2 separate regions of the Zea mays genome follow, and region 1 is linked to region 2. A link is a contact called in public Hi-C data. All regions are on one chromosome and are shown on one strand. Each heading gives the region's core, a stretch centred on a gene start, on an enhancer-like site or on the middle of the called end of the contact. The rest is flanking DNA. Distances are from core to core; before and after follow the strand shown.

Evidence for each region. A called contact is a pair of places that touch in the nucleus more often than the background predicts.
Region 1: a Hi-C map of root tip shows a contact between it and region 2, with 4 times the contacts expected there. The contact joins the promoter of LOC100276246 here to the promoter of LOC100381420 in region 2. A contact is called at or near these places in 9 of 25 Hi-C or Micro-C datasets (bundle sheath, ear, endosperm and 4 more) and 1 of 3 datasets of contacts at active chromatin or transcription factors (leaf).

What each region holds. Positions count from the first base shown.
Region 1 is chr1:261,453,149-261,456,888 of Zm-B73-REFERENCE-NAM-5.0, reverse strand. LOC100276246 reads right to left here and starts at 2,475. Exons shown (of 4, transcript NM_001150081.2): 1 at 2,128-2,475; 2 at 925-1,063; 3 at 118-214; 4 at 1-35. The coding sequence starts at 2,450.
Region 2 is chr1:261,295,866-261,299,348 of Zm-B73-REFERENCE-NAM-5.0, reverse strand. LOC100381420 reads left to right here and starts at 2,159. Exons shown (of 7, transcript NM_001366751.1): 1 at 2,159-2,452; 2 at 2,850-2,904; 3 at 3,007-3,483. The coding sequence starts at 2,258.

The DNA.
Region 1 (3,740 bases), core at 1,226-3,725, 160 kb before region 2:
CCTGCCTATACATTCATTCTCTTTTAGCATTTGAACTGACAATGTAAACAAAAGGGACTGATCAGAGACTAGTAGCTTCAATATCAAAATTGGAGAATTAAATTGGGCAAAACTTACGGGTGACAGATGTCATTGATGGTGGACTTGTTGAGTCTGCATCATTCTGAGGCTTCTTATTTTGATCAACAACATAATTCAGCTCTCTGACATAAATCTGTAAAATGGTGGGTGCCCAATTAAAAATGTAGGGAAGAGATAGTGCACTGAAAAAACACACACACTAAGAAAACTAATATCACAAAGCAACATGGAACAGGTAAACATCATGCACATATTTCAGTTTATTACCATCCAAAAAATATTACCTGTCCACAATGTTGAGGTGCCAAGACATTGAATAGATGAATTTATATGATCGTATTATGATGAAAATATGAGTAAGCAATAGGACCTATATTATGTGAATTCTGACCAAAGGCTGCACAACAGAAATTTATATGGACACATGTTCATGTCTGATCAATGGCTGCATCGGTACTAGATGTATATATGATAACATGTCCACATCTCATCAAACTATCAAGGGTGCATCAGTAATATATGTATATGACAATTTACAAAACACAATATCTACTGACATACAACACGTGGGTAGGTGGTACTAATATAGAGCCACTAGTTGTACAGTTGGTTTTTAACAGACAAGCATATATAATACTCCCTCCGTCCTAAAATAAAATTCGTTTTATCTTTTTAGTTGATTCATTCAATAATTAATGTATTTGTTTTATATATGTATCCAGATTCATCATCATCCATTTGAACATAGACATAAAATCAAAGACTAAAACGATTAATATTTTGGGGCGGAGGGAGTATATTCAGAATGGTAAAGAAAATAACAAATAGTTACAGCTATCAGACCTTATAGACAATGTGCCGTTCACCACTTGGACTGACTTTATGATAAGAGCCCAGATGACCAGATACATAAACGAGGTCATCATGCTTCAGATGCTTTAGGCCAACATTTGCCAGCTCACCATTCAGCTGCAATGTCACACTGTTCAAGTTCTTCATATTGTAAGCATAATGATATAACCCCAGTTTCATTTAGCCAAAATCACAATAAAGTTACTTGAACAAAAACATGCAAATAAATATATCGTTAGATCACCTAGCTCAAGTCCTTCATGCTGTAATTATAGTGATACAACCTAATTTTCATTCAGTAAATCAGTCCAAATAATAATAACAGTTTAACATGGTAGTAGGAAAAATAAAATTAAAAGAAGTATTATTAAATCAGGCATGCATTGTGGAGCTCCTGATTTGTTCCTGGGTATCATGAAAATGAGTTGCTTCTTAAGCTACTTTGTGGCAAATAGTGCCTACTGCCTAGTTTGCTTGATGGATTCAATTCTCTATTTGAATGGTACATTGACTTTTCTTGCACACTAAGCATGAGAAGGTTCAGTCTTAGTCAAACATAAGGCTTCCAAATTTGGAAGTACGACTTCGATTTTGTTTGGTGCGAAATTCGCCCCAAGCTATTCATGATGCACCAAAGTACTTTATACAACTATAAACATGGCGGACCTTCAGCTAAATGTTTGCTCCACTGAAGCATGGAAGATGGGATGTTACCAGAATGGAGTGAATCGCATCACAGAAAGTCCCTACTGATTCTGTTAGAACTGTGCTCAATTGTTCTTGTGGTTGTATGCCCTTTGTTTCTCATAGGGCTTAAGGCACCAAATTTTACACAAGACAAAAATATTTTAATCGAAGTATATTAACTCTACATAATGATGAAACTATATATGCGGCACACAATCGAAACATGACGTCCCACATGATATATATAAAAAGAAGGCTATGAGAATGCACCCAATTAGGGTCTGTTCGTTTTAATTACAATCCATGTGGATCAGTGGATGGGAGCAGATTGGGCGGGTTTAAATCCTTGTCAAGCCAAAATCTCTCTCAATCCCTATGGGATGGGAATAACCTAACAAGCCCTTACTAGGAAAGCCCTTACTAGGAGAGAACAAATAACTCTGCAGAAAGTGAGAGAGGAAATAACACAAGGATTGGCTGAGGGGGATCCGGAGCGAGGGACTCAACTTTATGTTGGACGAGCTCGAAGAGGGCGCGGGCGACGAGAGGGTGACGGAGAGGAAGGTGTACGCCCTGGGGACTTCAAGAAAGCTAGTGTCGATCGGCCTCACCGGTGCGGCGAGGCGACCGATGAGGCTGCACCAGTTCCAGGTGAGCCCCTTCTTGCTGACGGTAGAGGGGCGCCGCAGCATCGACATGCGGTACGCCACGCTCTCCGGCTCCCCCGAGCTACACCCACCACCTCCGCCGCCGTTGTGAAGCAGCCGACAGAACGGCGGCGGCAGCGGCGAACGCACGGCGGCGGCTCCGCCGACAAGGCGCCGCAGCATCGTATTATGTTTGGTCTGGTTTGGTGACTGACACAACGCGATGGGCTTTTCTGTCAACATCACTGGGCTTGTTGCGGGGAGCTATTTGCAATTTTGCCAATATTATTTGTGGCTCCTCAACTTGCTATCGGACTCATAAATCATATACAGATAGTCCCACAAGTTATAGAAGTAGATGACATAGTAACAAAGAGATAAATTTTAAAATGATAAAATATCAATTTTAGAGTGCGGTGTGGTGGTGGACGGACGAGGGCGCAACGACGATTGTGGACGACCACGCGACAACGGATGTGACTAGCGGTTTGGTGTAACACCTCAAAATTCTATCCTAGATACTTAATAAAATAATATAAAGATTTTGAATCCAAGTGTCTTTTATTAAGAATTTTCTCACCTCTCCTAAAAATAAATGTAGTTACAATAAAATGTCTTAATGAAAAAGGGCTTCATATGATTTAAGTTATTCCTTTGAATAATATATTTGGAGACATTCTCTAAAATGGTAGATTATCATACCACACCTTGTAAATAAATTTTCTAAAATAAATATTGTGGTGTGTATGTTTAAAAGTATTTGCATAAATCAATAAATAAACAATAAATAAAATTTGTTTACATTTTATACTGGAGTTCTAAAGTACACTTTCAATTTGACTTCATATATAAAATAGACACCATGTGTGTGGCGGCGCGCTGGTACTCGAGGATTGCTCATCGGAGTAAGGCCAAACCCCCCGGATCCGCACCTCCCCAGGGAGAACCCCGCCATCGCCCTAACCACCGGTAAGGGTGTACTTCCCCGCTTTGCCTCAGCCTACTCTTCATATTACGCACGCGGACAACCGGGATTATGGGTTGGGGCGCCATCTCAGCCATCTCCGGCGAACGTGCCAGCGTGGCCAGCCTGCGGGATGAAGGAGATGGCTTGGAGCCGTTGATTCTATTAAGGACGGTTGAGATTGCGGGGCGCGCACCGATTTGGGGTGCATCATCGACCGCGGGATGGCTGATGTGCGGTGGTGATCTGATCACGATTATTTAAAACATGGACCCTGGATCTTAAATCCAACGACTTAGCGTGCATACCGGTTCGATGTCGTTCCGATGTAATCTGGGCCCTCCATCTCAGATCACGCGGCCAGAAACATCCCATACCCCTTCGGCCTCGGTAATTTGCAAAAGAGCCCTTATGCTTCTATGTAATCAACCCGCAGTCTGGTGGCAGTGATAAAACCTTTAATATAGGTCCTGTTTTTAGCCAAAGTAACCCTGGACTTCCTGGAATGA
Region 2 (3,483 bases), core at 910-3,409:
AATATAGCTGTGAAAAGATTCTGAATATCATATATGAGGCTTACCTATGGAGGAAGATGAAAGAGTGTGGGAGATAGATATCCCGGGTCCTTATGAGCACCGAAACGCACTTTTGACTCGCCCCGAGGCCAGCTCTAGGCGACAGACACTGCTCCGACTCGCTTGAGGCCAACCTCATATGGGAGATGCAGTTCTGACTCGCCTGAGACCAACCTCGGACGGGAGATGCAGTTCTGGCTCACCCGAGACTAGCTCTGGACGGGACAAGCTGTTCCAGCTCACCCGAGGCCAACCTCGGACGGGAGACGATGTTCTGCCTCGCCCGAGGCCAGCTCTGGGCGGGAGAAGCAGTCATGACTCGCCCGAGGCCAACCTCGGGCGGGAGACTCGCCCGGGCGAGAGCGCAGAAATGCTCCATGGGTCACTTGATGGGCCTCCCGATGACTTGCCTAGAAAGGTGCGCCCTCGGGCCGCAACCAGGATGGATGAGCTCGACCCAGGGAGACAAAGATCGGACGATTGAGTTACGCGTAGAAGGAGCACCGATGTCTCACGCAGGGAGGTTGCGCATACCCGAAGTGTTAGATACTCAGAGATAACTCGGGTGAAGCTCAACCAAACTCTGGATAAGCAGGAATGCATGACGCGTTAAAAGGATAGACTCAGACAGAGTTAGATAGTCATCACGACTTGTAAAGGGATAACCCTCTTGTCATCTATATAAGGCCGAGGGGGTACGCCTACGATTATCTCGTCACATCCCACTACCACCTCATAGCTCATTAATCCTCTCATAGCAACTACGCAACCACTAGATCGACAGGAGAACTCACCCTCCACCACTCACAACTCATCTGTAACCCGTGTACACCAATGATACTCAAACACTCAGCCTCGACAGGACGTAGGGTGTTACGCATTCTAGCAGCGTGAACCTATATAAACCCTTGTGTGATCCGACGTGCATCCGCATGAACCATCGAGTCGCAATCAACGACGTCGTCCTACTCAAAAGCATCACGTGAGGAACCCTGTGGCGACTGGTCATAAACACCGACAAAGAGTTCATAAGGTTTAGGATATAGGAAACAATGTACACATCAGTGAATTCTGTGTTCACGTTGATTGAATGATTTCCACTAAAGTGATTCTCACAACTAAGAAGCAAGGCGTTTGGATGTCATAAGGCAATTCTGACAGCCATAACCTGATTTTAAGCTAAAACAAATACGTCGTAACAAGAACTTGTAAGACAATACTTACTTCGTAATTATAGGCAGTAGCGGAAGAGCCAATATGGCTTAGTGTGGCATGACATACCTTAATCTTTAAAATGCTTATATAATCTATTATAACCATAAAAAATGTGGTGCGGTGGCTGGTTTTTCTTTTTCCAGACATACCTTTTTTTTCTTTGCCTTGTGCAACTGATTATAGGTATGTTAGACCATCTCCATCAAATTATACATACTCATATTTAAACTACATTCTACAAATATTATAATTTACAGTGTAAAATAGTGCAAAATGTATTTTTTGACCATATAAGTGAACTATTGTACATTGTATTTATATGGTCACTAAAAACACCGTTTTGCATTGTTTTATATTGTAGATTGCACTATTTATAGAGTATAGTTTGAATATGAGTATGAATATAGGTAAACTGTTGGAGAGGTCTTATGCTATAGGTAAACTTTTGGTGTGCAGACGGCCTACACTTAGACCAACTCCAGCAGTCTACCTCTCCGTATCCCTAAAACGCGCGGCCAACACATTCTCTCTCCTCTCCGTATCCGTCTCCGTTTCCAGCAACACTCCTCATCCCACTCCGCATGCAGTCTATGACACCTGGGGCCCGCCAGCAGGCGCGCGCGCACGCAGAGAGCTGCGGAGAGGAGAGAGAAAGTGTGGAAATGGGGAGCGCAGGGACACGGCGTCCATTTTGCGGAGAGGGATGCGGAGCCTGCTGGAGCGCGCAATAGTGCCTCAAACCGTGCAAAATGCGGATGCGGAGTGGGATACGGAGTCTTGCTGGAGTTGGTCTTATTCGTGACGATGAGTCGATGAGACTAATATGTAAATAGCACCTCAAACCTTAGATACTAGCTGTGAAGACAGTGCTACCTGTCACTCTGTCAGTCAGACACCTCGCCCGCTTCATTTCGTTCCTCCGCGTGGTCAGAAAAAACTCAGCAAGCATTGGAGAGCAAGAGTAGGAATTAACTCAAAGGGGAGGAAGGGGAAGACGGCAATTATGCACAACGGCGTCGACGCTCGGCCGGGGCCCCTCCTCCACCTCCCCGGCGCATCACCAGCTCCCTGCTCCGGCCGCCGGGTCCCATGGCCGCGGTCGGGGTTAGGGGCCGCGCTGCGGCAGCCAAATAGCCCCCACGGCCGCCTCCGCTTCGGGCCCCTCCCGGCCGGCGAACTCTGCAAGCGGACCCACCGTGTCCGTATCTCTCACCCTTCGTATAGCCTTTTTTTTATTATTATGATCATCTACAATCTTTTTGTTTCATCTTCATAGGTTTTTGTCGGGCCCAGAGCCTCAGAATGACATATTGACATGTAGCTTGTTCGGTTATTACTATGTCACATGTATTGGATGTGATTAGAAAAAAGAATTGTAGAAATTTTGACTTATTATGGATTATAAACCCAACTAATCCCCTTCAAACCACACGGATTGAGATGAAAACAAACAGACCCTTATATGTGCCAATAATTATTTGATGAAATTTCTTAGTGCCACGGATTCTCATTAGAGATTATTTCTTTGAATTTTCTTACCGCCCCAAAAAACAAATAACTTACTATAGCAGAACTTACGGGTTCTTGTGTGGCAGGAGAAGCTACGTGTCGCTGTGCTTGTATCGAAGTCCACACTGCAGAGCGACCATGGTAAATTGCGCAATGGTTTCGAAGATGCCACATTTTATGACCTCAATCTGATCCTCAATGCTGCTGTTATCTAAGCATGTTGCCTGAAACACATCTACTCAGGTGCCTCACTTCAGAGTGAGCGTGTTGTTCCTCAAGGTGTCAAAGCTGCTGCTGGGTTTCAGATCTCTGCCGACGACCTAGCATCACTTGTTGAAAATCGTGACACCGGGAAGTTGACTCTGCTCGGCCAGCTGGATGGAATCGCAGACAAGTTGGCGACGTCGTTGGCTGATGGGATCACCACGGATGAGCTCAGCCTGAATCAAAGGCAGGGCATGTATGGAGTGAACAAGTTCACGGAGAGTGAGGCCCGCAGCTTATGGGAGTTCGTGTGGGAGGCACTGCAAGACACTACTCTTGTAATTCTTATAGCATGTGCCCTTGTATCTTTCGTTGTTGGCATCGCCACGGAAGGGTGGCCGAGTGGTGCCCATGATGGCATTGGAATCTTTACAAGTATCCTCCTGGTTGTCTCTGTTACTGCGACGAGCAATTATCAGCAGTCTTTGCAATTCAGGGATCTGGACAGAGAGAAGA